Linked DNA regions of Mus musculus: all the other regions are linked to region 2. Evidence: chromatin contacts called from public HiChIP or PLAC-seq and promoter capture Hi-C data. All regions are on one chromosome and are shown on one strand. Each heading gives the region's core, a stretch centred on a gene start, on an enhancer-like site or on the middle of the called end of the contact. The rest is flanking DNA. Distances are from core to core; before and after follow the strand shown.

What was found. Promoter capture Hi-C pulls out the DNA fragments that hold promoters and counts their contacts. HiChIP or PLAC-seq counts read pairs in DNA pulled down with a chosen protein or histone mark.
Region 1: a contact with region 2 is called in a promoter capture Hi-C map of liver, with 2.0 times the contacts expected there. The contact joins the promoter of D830026I12Rik here to the promoter of Capza2 in region 2. A contact is called at or near these places in 3 of 39 promoter capture datasets (the 3T3-L1 cell line, the SN4741 cell line and liver).
Region 3: a contact with region 2 is called in a FOXA1 HiChIP or PLAC-seq map of pancreatic cancer cells. The contact joins the enhancer-like site here to the promoter of Capza2 in region 2. A contact is called at or near these places in 3 of 39 promoter capture datasets (cranial neural crest, liver and maxillary cranial neural crest), 1 of 15 datasets of contacts at CTCF or cohesin (the NIH/3T3 cell line), 1 of 484 Hi-C or Micro-C datasets (muscle stem cells) and 3 of 115 datasets of contacts at active chromatin or transcription factors (bone marrow-derived macrophages, embryonic stem cells and pancreatic cancer cells).
Region 4: a contact with region 2 is called in a promoter capture Hi-C map of 3T3-L1-derived adipocytes, with 5 times the contacts expected there. The contact joins the enhancer-like site here to the promoter of Capza2 in region 2. A contact is called at or near these places in 9 of 39 promoter capture datasets (the 3T3-L1 cell line, 3T3-L1-derived adipocytes, the C10 cell line and 4 more), 1 of 15 datasets of contacts at CTCF or cohesin (the NIH/3T3 cell line), 9 of 115 datasets of contacts at active chromatin or transcription factors (the NIH/3T3 cell line, bone marrow-derived dendritic cells, bone marrow-derived macrophages and 6 more) and 2 of 9 other capture datasets (adipose tissue and pancreatic islet).

Annotation. Positions count from the first base shown.
Region 1 is chr6:17,196,418-17,199,794 of GRCm38.p6, reverse strand. It overlaps D830026I12Rik (RIKEN cDNA D830026I12 gene), which reads right to left and starts at 2,044. Exons shown (of 3, transcript NR_102305.1): 1 at 2,005-2,044. It overlaps Gm52892 (a long non-coding RNA gene), which reads left to right and starts at 224. Exons shown (of 2, transcript XR_003956407.1): 1 at 224-397; 2 at 537-879.
Region 2 is chr6:17,635,093-17,638,432 of GRCm38.p6, reverse strand. Capza2 (capping protein (actin filament) muscle Z-line, alpha 2) reads right to left here and starts at 1,423. Exons shown (of 10, transcript NM_007604.3): 1 at 1,273-1,423. The coding sequence starts at 1,311.
Region 3 is chr6:17,133,739-17,136,649 of GRCm38.p6, reverse strand. All of the region lies in intron 1 of Gm4876 (predicted gene 4876), which reads left to right. Among named protein-coding and RNA genes, the nearest start is that of Gm4876, 37 kb to the left of the region's middle. Within about 2 kb of position 1,334, at least 8 of the 459 cell types and tissues checked have an H3K27ac peak or open chromatin away from gene starts, as enhancers often do. A contact at or near this core is called in pancreatic cancer cells, where this site is marked.
Region 4 is chr6:17,358,006-17,360,923 of GRCm38.p6, reverse strand. No RefSeq gene overlaps it. Among named protein-coding and RNA genes, the nearest start is that of Gm46953, 22 kb to the left of the region's middle. Within about 2 kb of position 1,498, at least 10 of the 459 cell types and tissues checked have an H3K27ac peak or open chromatin away from gene starts, as enhancers often do. A contact at or near this core is called in 3T3-L1-derived adipocytes, adipose tissue and pancreatic cancer cells, where this site is marked.

The sequences.
Region 1 (3,377 bases), core at 795-3,294, 440 kb after region 2:
CTGAATCCTGCCTTAGTTGCTAGAGACAGCTCGTTTGAGTCATCTAAATCTGTTGTGCTACAACCTATAAGATATACTCAGCTATGGACATTAAAAAAAGAAGGGAAAGAGAAAGAGGAGGAGGAGGAGGAGGAGGAGGGGAGGAGGAGGAGGAGGGGGAGGAGGAGGAGGAGGAGGGGGAGGAGGAGGAGGGGGAGGAGGAGGAAGAGGAGGAGGAGGAGGGCCTGAGTAGTCTGGGAGGAGGGAGGCAGGCAAGGCAGAGATGCCTGTGGCTCTCCATAGGAAGCTCACCTCTCCACCAAAAGGAAGCGGGGTAACCAAACACATCCGTGCTTGAGATGTGGGTTCAAATCTCACTTTAAGGCAGCAGAGAGTGCCTGAGGACTGGCTCCCCTACGTGAGTATAGACAGAAGCAACCTGAAGCTGGACTTCCTGTCATTTGGATCTGTAACTTTTCTTTTAAATGGGATGTTTCCTTTCCCTGGGGACAAAGGGAAATTCACTGACTTTTCCTTAACGGTCTTTATCTCTGCAGTTAAGTTCCTACCGTCAGAGCTTTAGCTTCTCAGCAGCCCTGTCCTCTAGGTTTGCAGAAACTCTGGCTCTTCCTTCCACGACCATGTTTTTTTGGAAAGGTTAACTGCGCATGTGTCCTCGGCTGCCTCACCGATTGCTCTTCCACAAGCCAGTCCTTCTTCTGCCAGTCTGCGTTCAGCTTTCATTTGTCTGCGAAAATTGTCTCTCAACTACTAAAGCGTTGCCAACTCTCCAGTTTTAATTGCCCATGCATATTTCTGCCCCTCCCTTCTGCCTCAACCGAGTCCCTGTTCATCCCTAGGCCTCTAGATTTATTAAATTCCTTTGATTTTTTTTATCTAGATGTGGAGTTAGTGAAATTATTTTTCTTCTCTTTTCTTCATCCAAATATAGATATTTTCTCTGTGACCTTGCTTTGACCCTTTTATTCCCCCCACCCCACCCCCATGCCTTAGCAGCCCCAGGCTTGCAGAGAACACTAGGTCCAAATCCTTAACTATGGCAGGAACCTGTCCTGTGTTCTCTCCTCATTGTTTCAGCTCCAGGACACTGAAGACAGTGTTCACTCCCTTCTCTGGGGCATCTGAAGGAATCCTAACAAATCTCACAATCGACGCCTCTCTTTCCAGTGATGCAGTTGGAAATAAAATATACAGGGAACGCAATTGCTGCCGTTTATCATTTTAACTGTCTCTGCGGGTGATGTCTTAACAACATTCCATACACACTGTTGATTGTGGGACGCAATTCAGTCTTCTGTAACTGAACATCAGAATTCAAGAGTTCAAACCCCACTTCTAGGACTTTGGTCTGAGGCGCAAATCCCTCTAAATGCATTTACTAGGCTAAGATGGAGATTTACTGTACCTTCATTTCCCCACGTCTTAGTTTTCTTAGCTTGAGAGGTGCTTTTCTTCTTCATCCTTCTCTACAATATAGCCCAACCTCAGTTTCCCTTTCTACTCCTCTCCCCCAGTCCTCCGCCCCAGTACCTCCTGTCTCCCCACATCCACTAGTCCTCCATTTCCTTCCAGAAAAGAGCGGGCTTCCCAGTGATAATCAACCAACCTTACATAACAGCCTACAGCAAGCCTCATACTAGGGCTGGACAGAAGGCAACCTCTTGTTTGTGAGTTCTCCTCTGAATCTCACAATTCTCTCCGTCCCAGGCAAATTATCACAACAGTGAACGATTTCCGAACTTCCCCTTTAGCTTTCCCATCGCATCACCACCCGGTCTTTTATTGCACAAACACCAGGTCTAGAAATTGTTTTCCTCTCAGCTCTCCAGCTGCTGCCTGGCCAGGCACTGCGTGAGGCATTCGCGGCTGACACAGGCAGGGCTTCCTGTCCAGAGCAGAAAGGAAGCCGTGCTTTTGGATGAACCCTCATTGTCCAGGGCTGGAACAGCGATCACCCGGCAGTGATAAGGCCCTTCCCAATGCAGCCGCACGAATCTCACTAACCTTGTTAAGGAGAAGAGGAAAGAAGGGGCGTTCCTAAAATGACTGGGAACACCGTTTGCCAGCCCCGCATATCCCAGCAACCAGAAGAAACGAAAACACACCTAGTGGTCAGAGTATTTATCTTGCCAGGGTTTCTACCTCCTTGGTTTGCAAGGGGAGTAGAAAATGACACCCTGCCATCGAGCCATTAATTACAAACAAAAGAAGGAGTGGAGAGACTTAATTTTCAATTGACTATCGGGCTTGATGATGTGTTCTGGGCTGTGTGGTTCTCCTCTCTTATTTCATTGAAACCCATTGTTGAGCAATCTCCACAAGGGCCATGTAGTTGTCTCCTTTTATTTCACTGTTAGGTGCTCACCACCCTTTCTTTTACATTCTTGTTTCCTTCAAGTGGCCTGCTAGATAAAAGGTGCTCTTTTGAAGGTTTGTTAAATAGATGCTGCCTACAGAGAAACTCACATCATTAGTCTGTCGTCCTGCACCCAAAAATATACTTGGTAGAAGCACTTTCTCAATTATCTTAAGATGTATACGTGTTAAATAAAAAAAGTTCCTGCTTTTCAAATGATAATAGCTAAATAGATCAATTTCCTCCACTGTGTGTGTGAGTGTGTGTGTGTGTACATATGCTTTCTAAGTAAAGAGATATAGATCCTCTTCAGCGACAGGGAATGGCAGTGTTTGCCCAAAATAAGTGTATGTAAAGGTGGGAAATTTCACATGCACACATACATAACCTGGTGTAACTAGCTGGCACAGATGCCAGCAAGGTGGATACCTTTAACATCCTCATCTCTTAAATTATCTACACATCATGGTGATTTGAATGAGCAACATCTCCCACAGGTTCATCCATATAAACACTTGGTACCCAGCTGGTGGCGCCATTCAGGAGGTTATGGAACCGTTATGAAGTAGAGCCATGCTAGAAGATGTCACTGAGGGTAGGCTCTGAGAGTTTACAACCTCACCTGAACCAGCTCTAGTTGGCTTTCTCTGCCAACTGGAGTTGAAACCGTGATCCCTCAGATGCAGTTTGGCTGCCAGTTGCCGTGTCTACACTCATTGTATGGACCCCTCTCTCTCCAATCATAAGCCAAAATAGACGGTTTCTTCCTCAAGGAGTTTCTTGCCATGATGTTTTATCAGAGCAACAGAAAGTAACTAAGATACACATGCTAAGAGGAAAAGCATTTTCGGCAGAGTTTTCAGGATGCACTTGAGAACATCTTAAATATGCTTCCTAAGTTTTCCCTCTTATTAGCAGTCATTTTCAAATGAATGTGACCTGAGGAGGTTAAACATGTTCAATCAGAGACATGGTTCACTGGATAAAAGTGTGTAATGCTCTTGCAGAGCACCTGAGTTTG
Region 2 (3,340 bases), core at 174-2,673:
ATTCAATGCTACAAATGTAAACACTGTACAGCAACTTTTAGCGACTTAGGGTCTAATTCTGTGAATTAAAGTAAGGTATGCTTGTCCCCATTTTGTTAAGTTATCACCATTTCATCCAAGGGCACAAACGAGAAAGCCAGAACACTTCCAAAACCATAAAAGAGGCTGAGTTCTGAACAACCAAAGAGAAAGAGAACACTAATTCTGGTGCAGTATAAAAGGAGAGGGTCCCAACTGAAAATATCCTTAGTGTTTCTCTAACACCCTACTAGAACTGAGTTCTGTTTCCCACATGGGTGTACTTCATTTGGAACTTAAAAACAAGCTAAGATCAGACATTTCCAAAGGGCAGCACACTCATATGTCAGTTAAGTCTAAGTTTGAAAAAAACGTCCCGGTCTTTTCCAGAAAATACTCAAAACGTATGGCGTTCCCCCTCACACTACTTGCCCCTTGGTACGCGGTCTCCTCAGTCGCCAAAGAAAATGGGCAAGAGCCTTAGTTCAATGATCAGATTTCGTATCACAAATGTGAGAACTTGAGTCGTGCATTTGGTCCTAATGCTGTCACAGCATTTAACACACAGTAAAAGGAGTTGCACCCGCTCGCCCTCTTCAGAGTTGGTCCTATCAGGAAGATGGGATGTCACCAAATCTGCCCCAAGAGGGGGAAGCAGCCAAGTTGGGCAGAAAATAACTATGGGAGGGAGGGGTGTCTTTGTGAACAATACTGCCTTCCGGGGAACATGGGAGCAGCAATTAAAAAAAAAAAAAAGGTAATGACAATATTAATAAAAGAAATAGATGGCGGGGGGTGGGGGGGAAGGGGCGGGATGTGGAGACGGCGACCTCCGGAGGGAAGGAAACACCCTGGGGAACCAGGAAGCACTTCGCGTTGGGGAGGAGAAACTGCAGGAAAAAGTGAGGGTCGGCTATGCCGTCTTCCCCGCCCGCCCGCCTCACGGCGAAAGCCCCAGGCCAGGCGGCGCCGCTCCGCCGTCGGCCGCTCCCGAGCCCGGACCCCCAGGGCCGGGTCCCGCCGCCCCCGCTCCCGCCCGCGGCCGCCGGGCTCCGCTTCCTATTTTCGGAGCACACACCCTACAAGGAGCGGAGGGGCCCGGCCTCGGGGAGCCCGGGCAGCACCCCGCTCGGGAAGCGCAGGCGTGCGGCCCACCACCGGAGCCCGCCCGGGGTCAGACTCCGGCCCTCGCGCCTCGGCACTCACCTCTCCCGCCCTCCCGCCCGCCCGGCTCCTCACCGCCGCGGCACCTACCTTCTCCTCATCGGACAACTGCTCCTCCAGATCCGCCATCTTCCTTCTGGCGACAGACCGTGGCGCTGGTGGCAGCAGCGGCCACCTGACTTCCCCCTTTCCGAGCGGTCTTCCGCGCCGCGCGCCCCCGCCAAGGGAGGGGCCCCGCCGCCCAGGCCGCCGCGCACGCGCCCCGGAGCTCCGCCTCCCGGGAGCCGAGCCACTGCGCACACGCCTGGGAGCTCCGCCTCCTCAGCCTAGGCCGCCGCGCACGCGCCCCCGGAGCTCCGCCTCCCTCCCCCTGAGCGCCGGCCTGAGCGCCGCTGTGCGCGTGCGCAGCGCCTCCAAAGTGGGATTGCTATGGTTATCTTCTGTCATCCTGCTCTGTCTGGTGCCTTCTCTAGTCAACGATGACCATATGGACCCGGTTGGCGATGAGTACATTCTGAGCCCATGACTTTGTTCCCACCAAGTCCTGAACGCTGCCAGCTAAAATGTGAAAAGCTGTACCAATTTAAAACATTTTTAAGTATTAGGAAAAATACTGTTTTAATTGAAATAGGCACACACAATCCAGTCCATAATTGAAAGATTACTTTTGATATATTCATTTATTCATCCGAAAAACATTTATTGGTCTTTTATGATAGGAAGACTATTTTGCTAGTTCTTAGGAATAAGAAATGTAGATTTAAAAACCCAAACAAACAAAAATCCCAAAGAAAATGCTCTTAAGCTCACCTCTATTAATTAGACATTGAGTTAGGGAAGGCATTGTACTCCTGGAAAGTAAAAAAAAAAGAAAAAAAAGTTAAGTTAGCCTTGGATCTGTACCCTCATGAACTGGCTGTCCAAACTACTTACAGGTCATCCAGTAGAAATTTCAATTTCATACAACCAATTTTTAAGGTAAATGTCCCATGAAGGATTTAAAGCATTCTAAAACCATTATTTATTATTTTCAAATTTTACTGGATGTCTCCTACTTTTATTTGCTAAATCTGGCAACTCTACTACTGAAGCTTCAAGTTAAAGAAAAGGGGGGGGGGTGGAAGGTTGAAGTCAAAGCTGACACAGGAAGCAGCTGGAAATGTTGATAAAATTGAGTTGCTAGTTCAGCAGGCCTGAGCAAACCAGAGAATCTATATTTCTTACAAGCTCCCAGGAAGGAGGAGTGCTACTCGTCTGAAAACCACACTTTGTTTTTACCAAGGACTAAGAGTTTAGTTAGTAGTTAAGACTTCAATAATTAGAAAGTGAGAAGCTCTTGAGGGCATTTGGACAGTGTCACGACATGAACCGAACATGCTCAGCGGTGTCAATCTGACAGCTGTGTGTAAATGACAGGTAAGAGGACCCTAAAGAGCTCAAATAGCTATCTGGGTCCAAGAACACTATCATTAAGTGACTTACTAAAGTGTTCGTTTGCAGAGAGCAGGAAGAGGAAGCTGACATGTGCGGGAACTGAAAGTGTCCAGTTGAAGACAAACCCGTGGAGACAGCATGCAAGTTAACAAAGAACAGTGTCTGACCAAACCCCTCAGGAGCTACAAGTCAATATCAGTTCCCTCTTTTATAGTTCCTAAATCCTTGCTTTATTTATTGCTCCCTGCCATTGTAAGTGTAAGTATTACTGTTCGTCCAAACCAAAGCTCAGGAATTTATCCAATGCTACATAGCTCGAATACGACTGAATCCTAGGCATTTTGTTCAACATCCCACATTCTTTCCACTGTCAGAACTTTCTCCCTTTCTCCACAGAATAAAACTTAATGGAGGTGCCTTCTCTGGCATGCCAGCAATCCAGTTCACAGCACCTTCTTCAACAGTATCTGGGACTCAGGGTTTCCCCACCAAGGTTGCTCCTATTTACTTAGCATTTTATGTCTTACACAGTGGGTTCTTGGTGAATGTTGCATAGCTAACTTACTGGCAGCACTACCCTTTAGAAGCCTCATTGAAAATCTTGTAATGTTTTGCAATAATCTGAGTCAGAGTATGTTTCTAGCCGTGGGTTTGGTGATATTTGCATATGGTTCCCATAGCAATTTAAAAAGCAGTAAATTATGTATAATGTCGAATAGTCCCT
Region 3 (2,911 bases), core at 85-2,584, 500 kb after region 2:
TCTTCAAAATTTCTTCTCCCTCTGTGTGTGTGTGTGTGTGTGTGTGTGTGTGTGTGTGTGTAGTTTCCAACCTGTGTTTGTGGCTGACTTATATGTGCAGCATATCTTCTCAATGCTTTGGGAACCCATAGCTATGTTTTTGAGTTTTCTTTCAGCTAGAACTTAGCCAGGCTATTGGAGTCAATGTTTAAAAGTTGTTTACCCCCAGAGCTCGTGTCTCTAGCTGCATATGTAGCAGAAGATGACCTAGTCGGCCATCACAGGGAAGAGAGGCCCCTTGGTCTTACAAACTTTATATGCCCCAGTACAGAGGAACACCAGGGCCAAGAAGTGGGAGTGAGTGAGTAGGGGAGCAGGGCGGGGGGAGGGTATAGGGGACTTTTGGGATAGCATTTGAAATGTAAATTAAGAAAATATCTAATAAAAAAATTAAAAAGAAAAGTTGTTTAGTCAGGTGGCTGGAGAGATTGCTCAGTGGTTAAGGGCACTGACTGCTCTTCCAAAGGTCCTGAGTTCGATTCCCAGCAACCACGTGGTGGCTCACAACCATCTGTAGTGAGATCCAATGCCCTCCTCTGGTGTCTGCGAAGGACTACAGTGCACTCATAGATCTTTACATTACATAAATCCTTGTAAGAATGCTGTTAGGTCAATTTAAATAATTGCTCTGAGAAAAGATATAGTGTTTGGAGTCTTTCCCCTACTTAGGTATAGATTTGTTCTCATTTAACAACTTTACTTGAATCTGTGAACTTTGTTCATATATCAACAGGTTAAAATGAAGCTAACAGAAAAGAAAGCTAAATTGCATTCCTTCCCAAAATTGGGGCAGCTTTTGAAAAAAAATGTGGATTAGAACTGTTTTAAAACTGACAGGATGAGAAATAGCTATTGGAATTATACCCTCCTCTATGCAGGTTCAATTTGGTTTTTAGATTTCATTTCTATTGGCACTTCTTTTCTTAGAATTTATTATAAAACAAATATCAGTTTATCTTAGCATTTCTGTATGGAAGCAACAGAAAGGACTTTGTTTATTCTGTAGCCAGATGTAAAAAGTTGGGAGTTAGTGGTGTCAGTAGCTATCTGTAAACTAGCTGTCTAAAAGGGTGGGAGCCCTGAGAGGCAGGTGGAGGCGTATGTAATTGAGTACCCTCTGGAACTCACTTCTGCTCAGACCTTGGAAAGAATCACTTTGTTTTAATTAGAGAAGCCAACTCCTATAAAAGGAGATGACTTTAATTAATGTTTGTCAGAAAGTATCCAGATACTGTGTATAAAAGGTAAGCCTAAATGTTTGCTGGTGAGTCATGTGCCGGCCACAAAACCAGATCAAAGATACAGGGAGCCAGCCAGTCAAATGACTGAACATGGGGCTTCACCAAGGCAAAGTCTTCTTTAATCCATTAGCAAACCTGTGAGGTTTTGCAAAGCGAAGATACAGGGAGTGACACCCAAAACAAAAACCAGTGCCCACTGTGTTCCAGCCACCCGTATGTCCCCTATCCATACCTATCCTCCTAACATCACCTATCCCCCCATTCACAACCATAACCCCCAAATCCAGGTCACCAGGGTTATCATCACACAGCATGAAAAGTCATATTAATTTTGATTCCTTTGAGCTGTACTTGAACAAGACATGATACTTCTTATGGGTCTGCCTCCTTCTACTCAATGTAATTTCTGAGGTTTGTCCATAATGTTGCTTGAGGTTGTAATCATGCATCTTAATTTCACTAATGTTTGAAAATGTGCAGTCCTGGATAGTGCATCCTATTGGTGATGCTTATTTGAGTTCTCTGCAGTCTGGCACATTCTGAAACGTGCTGCCACCAAAACTTCTATGTGTTTTGGTGAAGATACAAACACATCTCTGTTAAGGGTGTGACTTGTTTGGTCGCTGGGTATATATAAGTTAAACTTCAACAGGAATTTTGTTTCTAATTTCTAAATGTTATATTTTAAACCAGCTTATGAACATATACATTCTCTCAGATTTCAAAGGGAAGGAAGTTGGGTATTTTCCCAAATGGCAGTATGATTCTATCTATGCTTAAAATACTTTTTTTTTTTCCTGAGGCAGGGTTGCTCTGTGTAGCTCTGGCTGGCTTGGAACTCTCTCTGTAGACCAGACTGGCCTCAAACTCAGAAATCTGCTTGCCTCTGCCTTCCAAGTGCTGGGTTAAAGGTGTGTGCCACCACTGCCCAGCGCTTAAAATACTTCTTAATAAAGTTGATTTTATATGCCTCATTTGTTATGAGCAATTTAAAATATTTTCCTGTGTCTTTTGGTTTATATAACCTTTGGTAGCTTTAATCACCATAGGGTGACATATAGGTGACTACATTCTTAATAGTCATAAAAACTGACCTTAAAAATCCTTCTATAATCCTTCAATAATTTAGTGTTTTCACTCATTAACTAGACTTGTGCTATGTGGGTAGGTTGTCTAGGCAGTAGGTACATGGTTCTCTGACCCAATTTCATATAATAGTAAGCGGGTATCTTTGAATACTTCTGAAGTTTCCCTTTGGGTTTTGTGCTTGCCAGGAGAGATGGGTTTTGTGTGTTCTTTCTCAGTCAGGAGTCCTTATTTACAACAGAAGCTTGTTTCCTCTTCTCCAATTTGGTTGACTTTTGTACTGGTGTCACTTCTTCCAGCATTGCTTTCTTACCCTCATTCACTCAGCATGGCATTTATTATGCTGTCCCAGTGGGTATGGGATACCATGAGATGCATGACAGAGGAGCCATGCTTTCAACGAGCAGGTGCAGTACTAAAGTGTGCACACAGTTGTCAAGCTAGACTCTAATGCCTTAGCTAGGCTACTTTGTTCCCCCGCCTTCTCTTCCTCCTCCTACTCCACCTTCTTCTTCCTCCTCCTCTTCTTTTTTTTTCCTCAGTAT
Region 4 (2,918 bases), core at 249-2,748, 280 kb after region 2:
GTATAGTTTTAACAAGGTTTGTACAGTATACATTCATAATATGTGGTTACAGTGAATGCCATATTCTGTTGCTATGTTGGGGAAAGGGAACATTCTCATATACATTTTTCCTCTATCACATGAAGTTATAGGTTGTCTCTGCTCCCTGGGTCTATCCAGGAACCACAATTTGAAGATCATTTCATTTGTATAGCTCCAGTGGCTCTGTAGTCAGCAAGTATGAACATTGTAAATGGAAATGCACACTCCTTTAAACATAACCGTTTCAAAAACCAGAACATGGTTGTGCTTACAGGTTCCTATGTGTTCGCTGATTTATTCAGATTGCTGCCTTTCTTAGGTTGGGACTGGAACAGGAGGGATCAGGTGGGAGTAGTCCTGGCAGGGAGATAATACCAGGAAAGACAACTAAAGTTGGGGATATCTTGGGGATTAACTAGAAACATAGTGCAATGGAAACTCCCAAGAGTCTATGAGGGTGACCCTAGCTAAGACTCCCAATAATGAGGGATGCAGAGCCTGAACCAGCTATCTCCTGTAATCAGGCAAGACTTCCACCAACTCAGCCACAAAACCTTCAACCTACAATTTATCTACGTGGGATAAAGGTATCTCAGAAACTGTAGGAGTGGCCAACCAATGACTAGTCCAGCTTGAGACCCAATCCTACCAGAGGGAGCCCACCCCTGACATTGCCTGGAGGGTCAGGACACAGAGGGTGGATAGCCCAGAGGTCTAGGATAGAACCAAACAGAACACACAGGAAACAAACAACAACCAAACCAAAGCAACAACAACAACAAAAAAAAATTCTCTTTAACCAAACCAACCAATCAACCAAACAAAATGGTTCCAAATGATATTCTGATATGCTTGTAGAATGGAGCCTAGCATAATTGCCATCAGAGAGGCTTCATCGAGCACCTGATGGAAACAGATGCAGAGACACACAGCCAAACATTAGGCAGGGCTTACGGAATCCTGCAGAGGAGGAGGAAGGATGGTAGGAGACAGAGAGGTCAAGGGCTCCACAAGAAAACTTACAGAGTCAACTAACCTGGGCTCATAGGGCCTGACAGACTGGATTAACAATCAGGGAGCCTGTGTAGGTCTAACTAGGCCCTCCACAAACACATTATGGTATCTTGGCCTCTCGTGGATTCCTAGCAGTGAGAGCAGTGGCTGTCTCTGACTCTTTTGCCTGCCTTTGCGACCCTTTCTTCTTGCTGGGCTGCCCTGTCCAGCCTTGATGTGAGGATATTTGCTTAGTCTTATTGTAACTTGTTATGCCATGTTTAGTTGAGATCCCTGGGAGGCCTATTCTTTCCTGAAGAAAAATGGAGGAGGAGTGGATCTGGGTGAGAGGGGAGTTAGGGACGGGAAACTGGAAGGAGTGGAAACTGAGGTCGGGGAAACTGAGGTAGCTACATTTGCAGCATGATTCCTGTTTGTGGAAGACTTGCTAGGTCTCCTCAGCAGTTCGTTTTCTGGTTGTCCAGTAGATGGCAGTCTACGCACTGGTTTTCATTGACCATCTTCCGTGTAGAATCCAGCCTTCATCATAGAAGGAAACATGCAATTGTTCTTTTTTATTGTTTTTGAAAAAGATTTTGGCACAATAAAGCAAATGAAATAATTTACTTAAAATACTTAAGATCTTAGAATAGTAAGAGCAACAAAAACTGTTTTTTTGTTTATTTGTTTGTGTTGTAAATTTTATTTGTTAGGGCATGATTGGCAGCCAAGATGCTGCCTTTAAATGTGACTCGGACATGCTAGATGGTGCTTTGCTCTCCTGGAAGATTTTCTTTTACATTGAAAGCACAACTTAGGGGCAGATGTGAAGTATGACCCCAAAGGTTCAAGTTACAGACTTGGGTCTTAGCTTGGTCCTGTTAGGAGGAAGAGTGTAGCAGGAGCCTTTCAGAACACCAAGAGTGCTTTTGAAGGGGATTGTGGGATCACAGCTCCTTTGATATCCATTTCTGGCTGCTGTGTGAGTGCTTTTGCTCTATTTTGCATTTCTGTCACTGCGTGCTGTCACTAGTCCAAAGCCATGGGTCATCTGATCACGAACCAAAATCTCTAAAACTGGGAGCCAAAAAGTTATTACTATGAAATACTAAGAGGTGGCTCTTAAAGGGGCATTTAGAATGATCTGGGAAAGGAAAGAGAAGAGGGAGAGGAAGAGAAGAAGGAAGGGAGGGAAAGAGTCAAAGAAAAGGAGACACAGAGACACACAGAGAAAGAGGAATATGTAAAAAGATTGAGACAGAGGATAGATGTTTGCCCTAAGGAAGAGGCGGGTTTAAGATTTTCACCCTCATGGTAGTCTTGTGTTTCTCCAAGATTTTATACAGTTGTATAAAAGAAGAACTCATTTTTGATGAAGGAGTAAGGAGGAACCAAGCAATACCACTTACTGTTGAAGCATGTGCCTTTGGGTAGTGTATTAGTTAGGGTTCTCTAGAGTCACAGAACTTATGGGTAGCCTCTATATAGTAAGGGAATTTATTAATGACTTACAGTCTGTAGTCCAACTCCTCAACAATGGTCAGCAGCAGGTGTGAATGGAAGCCCAAGGATCTAGTAGTTGCTCAGTTCTATAAGGCAAGCAGGCAAAGAAGATAGAGTGTATCTTTCTTCTTCCAATGTCCTTATGTAGGTCTCCAGCAGAAGGTGTAACCCAGATTAAAGGTGTGTGCCATCACGCCTTTAATCCCAGAAGACCTTGAACCTAGAGATCTCCCTGTCTTAATCTTCTGGAATTCATAGCCAGTATGCCTTAAGATCTCCATTCCAATATCCAGGTCAGAAACTTCTCCCAGCCTCCAGATTAGGATCACTGGTGATCCTCCAATTCTAGATTGTAGTTCATTCCAGATATAGTCAAGTTGACAACCAGGAATAGCCACTAC